Regions from separate parts of the Mus musculus genome. Here region 1 is linked to region 2. The links are chromatin contacts, called in public promoter capture Hi-C maps. All regions are on one chromosome and are shown on one strand. The core of a region is the stretch at or near the end of the contact, and the rest is flanking DNA. Distances in the headings are between cores, read along the strand shown. Region 1 holds the start of Tagln (transgelin). Region 2 holds the start of Zpr1 (ZPR1 zinc finger).

The links. Capture Hi-C pulls out chosen DNA fragments and counts their contacts.
Region 1: a contact with region 2 is called in a promoter capture Hi-C map of pancreatic islet. The contact joins the promoter of Tagln here to the promoter of Zpr1 in region 2. A contact is called at or near these places in 9 of 39 promoter capture datasets (the HPC-7 cell line, HPC-7-derived erythroid cells, embryonic stem cells and 5 more), 3 of 484 Hi-C or Micro-C datasets (CD4 T cells, CD8 T cells and bone marrow-derived macrophages), 20 of 115 datasets of contacts at active chromatin or transcription factors (CD4 single positive thymocytes, acute myeloid leukemia, bone marrow-derived macrophages and 10 more) and 4 of 9 other capture datasets (adipose tissue, embryonic stem cells, liver and 1 more).

The regions. Positions count from the first base shown.
Region 1 is chr9:45,932,274-45,937,416 of GRCm38.p6, forward strand. It overlaps Tagln (transgelin), which reads right to left and starts at 3,785. Exons shown (of 5, transcript NM_011526.5): 1 at 3,561-3,785.
Region 2 is chr9:46,270,962-46,276,794 of GRCm38.p6, forward strand. Zpr1 (ZPR1 zinc finger) reads left to right here and starts at 2,103. Exons shown (of 14, transcript NM_011752.2): 1 at 2,103-2,406; 2 at 2,517-2,678; 3 at 3,095-3,185; 4 at 3,696-3,766; 5 at 4,403-4,489; 6 at 4,770-4,892; 7 at 5,239-5,286; 8 at 5,451-5,517; 9 at 5,831-5,833. The coding sequence starts at 2,236. Apoa5 (apolipoprotein A-V) reads left to right here. Exons shown (of 4, transcript NM_080434.4): 4 at 1-960.

The DNA of each region.
Region 1 (5,143 bases), core at 2,535-5,034, 340 kb before region 2:
TATAGTTTGTGTTTTTGTTGGGTTTTCCTCCCCCACACCCCCAGAAAGGGTTGCACTGTCTGGCCTCTGCTGTTGTAGAACTTTCCTGTAGACTGGCCTCCAACTAACAGAGATCTTGCCTGCTTCAGCCTCCTGAGTGCTGGGATTAAAGGCGTGCTTCAACAGAGTCTGGCTTGTTTCATAGTTTTGAGGCAATGTCTCACTAATTTTGTACAGAAAGGCCTCGAACAGGAAGCCCTGCATCACCCGGGCTGGCTATCAGAGCATTTTTACTTTGCCAAGACTAGCCAGAAAAGCACTAGAGAGGTTTTCCAGAAGCCATGTCCTCCAAATTCAGCCAGTAGCTATCTTTCTCTAGCTACCGGTTGCCACCAAATCTTTACCCTCTGACCCAGAAGCCAGAAGAGCAAAGTTCATCCCCCAAAGCGCAGCTGACAAAAAGACCTGATAAAGCCACCAGAGTCCAAGGGTTCTCAGAAAACAGCGGCATTCTCAGGGAGACCCAGATGGAAGTGCGCTGTTGTGCCCGTGTGGGCCAGCTCTGACTGTTGCAGCAGTGAGAGAAACCATGCAGTCAAAGTCCTCCAGGGCAGAGAATCTGCTAGCCAGAGCATGGGAAGCCTGGCCTGTATGCCAGCTGTTGCCTCAAAGGCCTATGTCCGGCAGCTCTCTGGGGACCCAGACACGGAGGAAGGCTATAGGAGCAAAGCAGGCAGGTAGGTCCCTGGGTAGATACAGTCAGGGCTGGAGCCAGACCTAGTCAGCAGGGATAGCCTGAGTGGGATGCCATCTGTTGAGGTATCTGAAGAATTTTGCAAACCAACCCCTGCTTCTGAGAGGTCATTGGTTGAGAGAAAAATTGTGTGAGCATGGAGCAGATGACAGGCTCCCCCACCTCCTTCCCATGAAAGCGGGGACCTTCTCCACATCACAGCCGTGGAGGTGGTAGGGAGTGGAGCAAACATTACCACATGGCTCTGGTCCCGGGCCAGCTGTCAGACTCTAAACATCTTGCTTTCCCTTCCCCTGTGCTGTCACCCCCTTCAGTTATGAGTTCTCTGCTTGTGAAGTGGGAGCAAACCTGGAAGATGCAGTCTGTGAACTACAGTGCACCTGGAGCTTAATAGAGCTCTTCGAGATGGGGTGTGTGTGTGTGTGTGTGTGTGTGTGTGTGTGTGTGTGTGTATTGCAGGGTGGAAGGGAGGGGGTACTTTAACCAGTGAGTTTACACAGTAAACTGATCTTCCCTTCTCCAGTTCCCACCACCTTCTCCAAAGCATTCCCTGAGCCCAACACCAACATTGAGAGAAAAACAGAATAACCAGAAGACCTCATTGAAATGACAACCCTATAGGCAACTTACTTCCCTGAGGTGAAGGAAAGGGGACATGGACACGGCTTTCTGAGTACCCTCTCAAGCTACCCTGGAGGACTCAAAAGCCTGGTTTCTGTTGGGAAGTTGTCAACAGCTATTCCCTCCCACACCCCACTGTGTGGCCTGCCCCCTCCCCCCAACCCCCGACCACCACCACCACCAGGAACCGCTGCGACAAGGAACCACAAAAGTCACAGAGTCATGGAGCCGGTGACTGCGGAGCCCCTTCCTCCTAGCCTCTACTCAGCCTGTCTCAAGCACCTTACAGTTTCCTTCTACTCCTGACTGGACAGTGGTGGCGCACGCCTTTAGTCCCAGCACTCGGGAGGCAGAGGCAGGCAGATTTCTGAGTTGGAGGCCAGCCTGATCTACAAAGTGAGTTCCAGGATAGCTAGGGCTATACAGAGAAACCCTGTCTCAAAACAAAAAACCAAACATCACTAGCCACTAGAGGAAAAGATGGGAGGAGAGTGTCCTCACATGCACTTCTCAGTCTCCAGAAAGTTCTGAACTGCAGGACTAAGAACAAGCCGTAGCAACAAGAGCATACACTGCAGCCTTGACATCTGTCAGGTCTGGGTCAGGTCATGCTCTCAAGATTCCATGTGCCCTTCTTCCCAGACTGGTGGGAAGTATGAAGTAGAAAGTCCAAAGAAGGGCTGGAGAGATGGCTCAGCCGTTAAAGGCTAGGCTCACAACCAAAAATACAAGAAAGTCCAGAGAAGTCTCTTTGAGAAGAGGCCAGGAGAGCAAATAAAATATATATGTATGTCCAAATGCCATGATGAAATGTATTACTTTGTATGCTAACTTAAAACAAACAAAAAAACAAAACCAAAAAAAAAAATCACTATAAGAAAAATCAAGCTGTCATCTTAGAGGCAGCAGAGAGGAGAGAGGGATATGGGTGGTGGTTTGGCAGCCCACCAGGGTATTTCTAGACAAAAGCTCCAACGCAAAACACCTGCATGATGCGCAGCTTGGATGCCTGTGGCCATCCAGCCCTCCTGTCAGCAGGTAGAGAGGTTAGGCTGTGGAAAGGGGCCTCCATGTAGCAGAGACCCTGGACAACAAGCAGAACCAGGGTATATCTGCCTGTGGTACCTCAGCCCATAAAATGACAGTAAGGGTGAGCATTTCTGCATCCCTGAGAGATCACACCTAAATTCCAGAAGACTAGTCCTCTTATATAGATGTGGCAACAGCCCACTGACATCCTTTAGAGAGCCCCAAGGGGAACCACCAAGACCCTTTGGGAGGAACAGGGGTCCCAGGGCTGTCCAGTCCCAGTTCCAAAGCTCCTCCACCTGTCACCTATCTGTCACCTATCTGCCACCTGTCACCTATCTGCCTACAGTGGACTGACCTCCTACTTTCAAACTGGACCAAGCTGCCATGAAAAAGCAAACCTTAGCTGGGCAGTGGTGGCACACGCCTTTAATCCCAGCACTTGGGAGGCAGAGGCAGGTAGATTTCTGAGTTCGAGGCCAGCCTGGTCTAAAGAGTGAGTTCCAGAACAGCCAGGGCTACACAGAGAAACCCTGTCTAAAGAAAAGAAAGAAAAAAAGAAAAAGAAAATTAGAAAGAGAGAGTGAAAGAGAGAAAAGGAAAGAAAGAGAGAGAGAGAGAGAGAGAGAGAGAGAGAGAGAGAGAGAGAGAGAGAGAAAAGGAAAGAAAAAGCAGGCCCTATCCCAGGCTAGTCTGAAGCATTAAACTTCTGTGGTAGATGGAGCACATGCCTGCCACACATAGCGCCCTGGGGTTTGATCCCTAGCGCTACAAAAAATAAGATCTTTAGTCCTCCACTGCCTGAGGGGGCTACCTCCTGGCTCCCCCGAGTTGCATTAGCCCTGGGGACCATCAGTGGGTCACTGCTTTCCAGAACTTAGCCCCTCACCTTCTTGGAGATCCAAAGATGGAGTTGTTCCCTTGGCCTCATTTGTCACCTCTTTGGGCCTAACACATAGCCCATACACCTATGGGTGGGACAGTGACTGAAATTTGAGCCTCCCTCTCACCCCATTTATTCTTTTGCCCCAGTCAAATCATCCTAGGCATTTTAACCCAGACTTTTTGTCTAACACAGAGAATGGTCTCTAGGGACCCAATTCCACCCAGCAAACTAGAAGAGACTAGGGGATCTAATTGAGCCCACAGCCCTTCTGCTCCCATGACTTGCACTTACAAGGCTTGGTCGTTTGTGGACTGGAAGGAGAGTAGCTTCGGTGTCTGGGCTGGGGCAGACGGGCCGGGGCGCCGGCTGGGTGAGGGGTTTAAAGGCCGCCTAGGCAGTGATGTCACCCCTCTGCCGCCCGCTGGCGCCCCTCCCTGCCCATGGAAGTCTGCTTGGCTCACCACCCCGGGCCGCCCCACTCACTCCACACAGGCTCCATATTTGGGGAAAGACACCAAGTTGGAGCAGTCTGTCGGGGGCAGCCGGAGACATTCTCTGCATGCTTTGGAGATGCTGCGGGGGTCGGGGCGGGGCGGTGCTGAGGGCGGCCGGGAAAAACCTTTTATGGGCAGGACCCTGAAACCCTTCCTTGTTACCCGGACTTGGGTCTGCTCTTCAATGAGAAAGAAAGGGGGAGGCATTCTAGAGTTTGGCCCGACAAAGGAACCTGCAAGGGACAAACAAGCCACCTTCTTGCAAGGCTTTAAAATCGAGTTGGTGGGAACTAGTCTTGACTGCAGCCTGGCTGCACAACCAGGCACTATGCAAACGCCTTCCTTTCACGTTCCCCTTTATTATGAGATAGCAGTTACCACTCCATTTAACAGTTGAGAAAATTGAGGTTCAAAGTGGCCTTTCCAAGGCTACCAAGTGCATGGCAGAACATGGGTCATCCTGCCCACAGGTATGGTATGCTTCTAGCGGGTGCTTCTCTAGGGAGTGCCTTGTTTAGCAGCAAGTCAACCCTGGCCCCTTCTAGAGCGGTGACAATGGGCGGATGTTTAAGGCCTGGCAAGGCTGGAGACACTAGGGTAAGAGGACTAGGACAGTGTCACCCTCCCTCCCTTCAAAATAGTCCTTATCGTGAAAGATCCTACCACCTCAGAAAGGGTCCCCACTTATCTTGCACCTAGCTTCAGTGGTCTTGGGAAGGGACAGGTGAGACAGGCTCAGGGTTAGGGTTAAAGACAACTGCTATCACACCTGATGGTCTGAGTTCAGTACCCAAGACCAAACACAGTGGAGACAGAACCAGCTCTCCTCTGCCCCTATCTGTGCTATGTCTCACACACTCACTGAATGCAACTTCTTAAAAGGTAAGGCTTTAGTGGTGTCTCTGAGTCCCATCCCCAATTCTGGAAACCTCAGGAAACAGAGAGAGGGAGAGGGAGAGGGAGAAAGGAGTAGAGAGAGGGAAGGAGAGAACCCTCAGGCAGGGTCAGTCTCACCCAGAACTGGCTGCAGGCCAGAGAGGTGCAGCCTCAGACGCTCAATCCACTACAGCCAGCCTGGCTGGTTTAAGCTATTGGTGCATAGAACTCCAGCACCTCCTTGTGGCATCTGAAGGAAGGGTCATAATAAGCTGGAGCTCCTCTAGAGCTCTTGCTTTCCAGCCACTGATTACGTCCTGAATTCACTAGACAGGATTCCCCAAATCCCGTCCTTTTTATAATCTAAATAAAATCTCCCTCCTCGATGGGCACACGCCTTTAATCCCAGCACTCGGGAGGCAGAGGCAGGCAGATTTCTGAGTTCAAGGCCAGCCTGGTCTACAGAGTGGGTTCCAGGAGGGCCAGGGCCACACAGAGAAACCC
Region 2 (5,833 bases), core at 853-3,352:
GGGTGACTGACCGCAAGCCAGTGCTTGACCGTGCTGGAAACCCATGCCACTACAACCTGGAGTTGGGCTCCTGTTAATTCTCGCAGCCTGGTGCTGGCTGTTACAGTTGGTCCATGGAGAGGAACTCCTGTCTCCCCAGGGTTGTCATGAGAGCTTTTGTTGGAAGGGAGCAGGAGGAGAGCATGATGCAGAGAACATGTGATGGAGTGTGTACGTCCCTGCCAGTGGTCCTGCTGGTGGGTCCAGTGATGGGACCGGGCAGAGCCCCTATTTCCTTAGAGAACTCTGAATCCAGATAAGGAACTGAGCCATCCACACGATGAAGGAGGGCTTCTAAAAAAATCCTGTACAGAACAAACTGTGTGCCTTCCTCATCATACAGTCCCTACCTCCTGACTCTCAGGGTGGAACTGACTTTTGGTTGGAATGAAATAGATGCTCGTGATGGAACGTTGTTGGTCTGGCGTGACTCTCATTGGACCATGTCTGAGAGCAATTGTTTCCCCTCTGTCTCAGAACACACCCACCATCCACTTGTACCCCTCACTTGCTCTTTCTGTCTCTTTTCCATTCTTGGTCCACTCTGGGCGAGTTCTGCCGTAGGACTCCTGGCTAGACAATGGCTGTCACATTTGATGGGGTTGGGTGGGGAGGAGGCTGTCTTGTTCCACAGTCTACGGATCACAGGACAGCGTGGATTAATTCTCGCAGCCTGGTGCTGGCTGTTACAGTTGGTCCACGGAGAGGAACTCCTGTCTCCCCAGGGCTGTCATGAGAGCTTTTGTTGGAAGGGAGCAGGAGGAGAGCATGATGCAGAGAACATGTGATGGAGTGTGTAATGGGGAAACATGCTCTCCCTGAAATCCCTGAAGGATCCCCTTACCCTTGGTCCCATGTTCCAGATTCCTCATGCCTGCTTGACTCTCTTCTTGGGATTGATAAAAACTCTCTCTTTGAGACAGATCTCACTACAGAGTATTTGCTGGCCTGGAATACATTATGTAGATCAGGTTAGCCTCACATTAATAGAGATCAACTTGCCTCTGTCTCCTAAGTACTAGGGTTAACAACATGCTCGGAGACCTAAGAACTCTTAACTCTCTTTCGTATACACACTCACTCAGATATCAAAGATCGCCAGGGACCAGTGAAACAAGACAGGGGCGGGGAAGGAAAGCCCAGCTCAGCACCCTTTCTTCCCAGCTCAGCCTTCTCTGCACAGGATGCTCGATACCTCCCCACTACAGATCCTCTGTGAAGCTGCACTCCACGCAACCACACCCTTGTTACCCTCAATCCTGTAGATAGAGTCAGTGTCAGCCATGTGACTGGGTTGTGGTCCAAGACTTAGAGAGGAAGCGCTAGAAAGGAAATTTGAAAAAACCCGATAAAGTAGGGTGTTTTGTTAGGAAACAAGGAGAGATTAAGACAGCGAATGCGGTGGGGGGAATGAGAAAAATGAGTAAAAAGAAGAGCAGTGTATTTAGAGTTAGGGGCGGTGTTTAAAAGGACAGAAGTGAGGAGCTGGGGGAAAGAGAGTCAGGGAGGGGAGAAGCTAGATAACAGGAGAGGGGACCCAGGCAAGGTCTGGCCACAGTTTTTTTTTTTTAATTATTTATTTTATTTATTATATGTAACTATACTGTAGCTGTCTTCAGACACTCCAGAAGAGGGAGTCAGATCTCCTTACCGATGGTTGTGAGCCACCATGTGGTTGTTGGGATTTGAACTCGGAACTTTGGACCTTTGGAAGACCAGTCGGGTGCTCTTACCCACTGAGCCATCTCACCAGCCCGTGGGGGCACAGCCTAGGCGATTCCAAAGCAACCGGGGCATTTTACATAGACCTGGAGTCCTGGGGACAAACAGGCTACCCGTATAGAGAAGCCACAACTAGCGAGCTACTCACGAGTAGCTGTCTTCAGACACACCAGAAGAGGGCGTCAGACCCCATTATGAATGGTTGTGAGCCAACATGTGATTGTTGGGATTTGAACTCAGGATCTTTGGAAGAGCAGTCAGTGCTCTTACCCGATGAGCCATCTCTCCAGCCCAGTGTGGGTCTTCTCTAGTTACGGAAGTGCAGTCTAGGAACCGGAAGTCTTTGTCAGAGACTGACCTAGGAAACGCAGGGTCTGCGGCCTCTTTAAGAAGGGGCGGGAACAGGGGCTGGAGGAAGTGAGGTCGCAGGGGCCGCGGAAGCCGGAAGCCGCCGCGGGAGCAACGCGTGGGGAGATGTCTGCCAGCGGGGCTGTGCAGCCGGGACACCCGGGGGCCGCCGTCGGGCCCTCGCCCGCTGCGGCTGCGTCACCAGCCACCGGGCCTTTGTTCCGGCCCCTCAGCGCCGAGGATGAGGAGCAACAGCCCACCGAGATCGAGTCACTGTGCATGAACTGTTACCGGAACGTGAGTCTGAGCCCGGGGAACCACCCAGCCGTGCACCCAGAGGCAGCTCTGGCGTACAGGGTGTAAACAAGCTGAAGTCATTCTCCCCAACGCCGCTTCTGCTTCCCTAGGGCACGACGCGACTTCTGCTCACCAAGATCCCCTTCTTTAGAGAAATCATCGTGAGCTCCTTTTCCTGCGAACACTGTGGCTGGAACAACACGGAGATCCAGTCTGCAGGCAGGATCCAGGACCAGGGAGTGCGCTACACCTTGACCGTGAGAAGCCAAGAGGTGAGCGCAGACCAGAGAAGGTACCCCCACGGTTTCAGAGAGCGCACTGGGGGTCAGAGCCCCCAATCGGACCATCAGCCCTTCACCAGACCTGTCCCAAGCCCTTAGTGTCGTCCTTTGACAGTGGTGTCGGTGGTGCTGGCCTCGGTTCTGCTGCTTTGAGTGGTGAACGTGCTTTGCGAATTTTGTGGGAGTGATGGGATTTATGTGGAAGAGCTGGGCTTTGTGGGTGGTGTTCTTACCTTCTGGGTAGTCAGGCTGACACCATGTGTACTATCCTGAAGTAGTTTGGACTCTTCTGAATGGAAGGCGGGAAGAAGAAAGATCTGGGTTGGCATCTGATGGAGAGATGGTCTGGTTATTTCCCAAGCTTTATTGCTGACCTCTTTAGCTAGAACGGTTTGCTTTCTGTCCAGGACATGAACAGAGAAGTGGTAAAGACAGACTCTGCCACCACAAGGATCCCCGAGCTGGATTTTGAGATTCCAGCCTTCAGCCAGAAGGGAGGTGAGTTTTAAGATCAGGTGTGTGAGGTGTGTGAGCTGTTCACAAGCTGAGATGTTTCCTATTTTCTTTCAAAGCCTGGTCCAGGTCACGCCTAGTGGCTTGTGTTTGGTCATTTAATTATAGTGGATTTTCATGTTTTAATGTGAGTAAAAAGTTATAGTTAATCTCTCTCTCTCTTTTGTTTTGTTTTGTTTTGTTTTGTTGGTTTTTAGGGTTTCCCTATGTAGCCCTGGCTGTCCTGGAACTCACTCTGTAGACTAGGCTGGCCTCAAACTCGGAAATCTGCCTGCCTCTGCCTCCCAAGTGCTGGGATCAAAGGCCTGCACCACCACTGCCCGTCTAATTAAATCTCTTAAGAGTCCAGTAGTGAGACAGACCACGGTGTGCTTAGTTTAGAGCTTTATAGATGAGGAGAAGGAGGCCTGCAGAGTTCAGGGAAAGTGTTGAGGGTCACACAGACAAGTGATAGCACGTCAGCACTCACTTGTCTCATGTTTCATTTACCACAAGCTCTGACCACTGTTGAAGGACTCATCAGCCGTGCGATCTCTGGCCTGGAACAGGATCAGCCCACACGACGGGTGAGTAGGGATGAGTCAAACTGTATCAGACCAAATGTTGGGGAACTTTTTGATTGAGCACATAAAGGAGCTAGTTCTCCATGTTGTGCTGTCCCCAGCCCACGTCTCGGTGTGCCCTCCTGCACTTCAGATAATGTCACATTATCTTGAAGAGTCTTCGGCTTCTCTACAGCTTCCTGAGGATTCTTTTATATCTGTACTTGTTATTATAGAAATAATGTCATTGCACATTGCTGCTGTCTGTCTCTAACTGGCTAGAGAGGCATAACAGAATTTTGGATTTTTAAAGGAATTTCTTTTTAATTATGTGTTATGTGCCCGTGTGATGTAAGATGTAAATGTGATGGCAGATACCTTTGTGAGCCAGAAGCAACAGTTCCCCACTGTTACAACAGTTCCCCACTGAGACGAAGTTACAGTGCAGTGGAATAATAAATAAGAAAATAAGCCCGCCTCCTAACCCCCAGCATCGTTTATAAACTTCAGATGAGCTTCTTGTGTCTCACTATAAAATTCAGGTCCCTGTGCTCCCAGTCTAAGTGGATGTTAAGGATCTGACTGGAGGGATATGGCTGTTGGAGGGTTGGGGTGTGGGGTGTACTGCCAAGTCTGCAGTTTTCATCCTGTTCCTGACAGGCAGTGGAAGGTGCCATCGCAGAGAGAATTGATGAGTTCATTGGCAAACTGAAGGACCTAAAGCAAATGGCTTCCCCTTTCACACTGGTAAGTACTGGGCTACTGCAGCCACTTTCAGTGTAAGGAGGAGGCGAGCATCCCTTGGCACTGACTGATGCTGGTAACCATGGAGCTTGGCAAGTGGAAGAGGTAAGAAGATCAAGAGTTTGGACTCATCCTTGACTTCATAGCACGGTATAGGCCAGGCTAGGCTATGCTGAAGCCCAACCTAAAGATAAAAAAGTGGAGCAGGATTTTTCTAGTGTGTTCTGGCGCTGGATGGAAGTTATATATGGTTTATCTTACTCTCTCCTCTCTTATTTGTCAGGTCATTGATGATCCCTCGGGAAACAGCTTTGTAGAAAACCCACATGCTCCCCAGAAAGATAATGCCTTGGTGATCACATACTATGACCGAACCCCACAGCAAGCTGAGATGCTGGGGCTCCAAGTAAGTGGACTGATTAAGTCAGAGGGATGCTCTGGGGCTGCCCTGTGTTCTGGGTCCTGAAGTCACTGAAGTCACTTTGCTATTGCTGCCACCATCATCCAATGCATCCTGTCTCGGCCTTTTATCACGCTCACAAAGCAGGTGTCAGTCACAGGAACCCAGCCTTGAGCCCCGTCTTTCTCTTGTCTGGGGATTTGCTTTGGCTTCTCTATCCATCTGTCCTTTGAGGTGTCCTTTGGTACCTTACAGGGAACAAAGGCATTCTCTCCCTCTTTAAGTAGGGCAGGGCTCTACTGTAGGCTGAGGTCTATCTGCCAACTTGTGGTTTGGGCCTCTGTTCTTTCAGGCAGAAGCACCAGAGGAGAAGGCGGAAGAGGAAGACCTTAGAAACGAAGTGAGTGGTGCTGGCTCCCTTTGAAGACCATAGTGGAGTTGTGGGTAGAGACTGACGAATGTCCAGTGTGTCACCATCACAGCTCACATGGGTGACCACCTGCGGGATGTCTTCAGCTCGAAGGGGTGGGGATGCTCAGTCTGTGCCCCTATATTATGTCCTAGGTGCTCCAGTTCAACACTAACTGCCCAGAGTGCAACGCTCCGGCTCAGACCAACATGAAGCTTGTCCGTATCTTTCAGCAGGCAATTGGGTTGCTCTTCAGCTGACTCGGGCATGAACGTTATATTACAGACGGGAGCCTTCCCTTCAGGGAAAGCCAGTGCTTTATCCTCAGTGGTGAGGATGAACCTTTAATGAAGCTACATACTGCATACCTGGCTTCTGAGTGTGGCCAGGTCTCCGTGTTTGTGAGCACAGGCCCGTTTATTGTACTCTTGGGTCCTGCATCTGTTTGTGTGGGACTTGGCTTTGCTTTTCCTTGGGGGTGGGGGTGGGGGTGTTTTCCTTGAAGCAGATAGACTTCTTTAACTCCATCTTCCAGAAA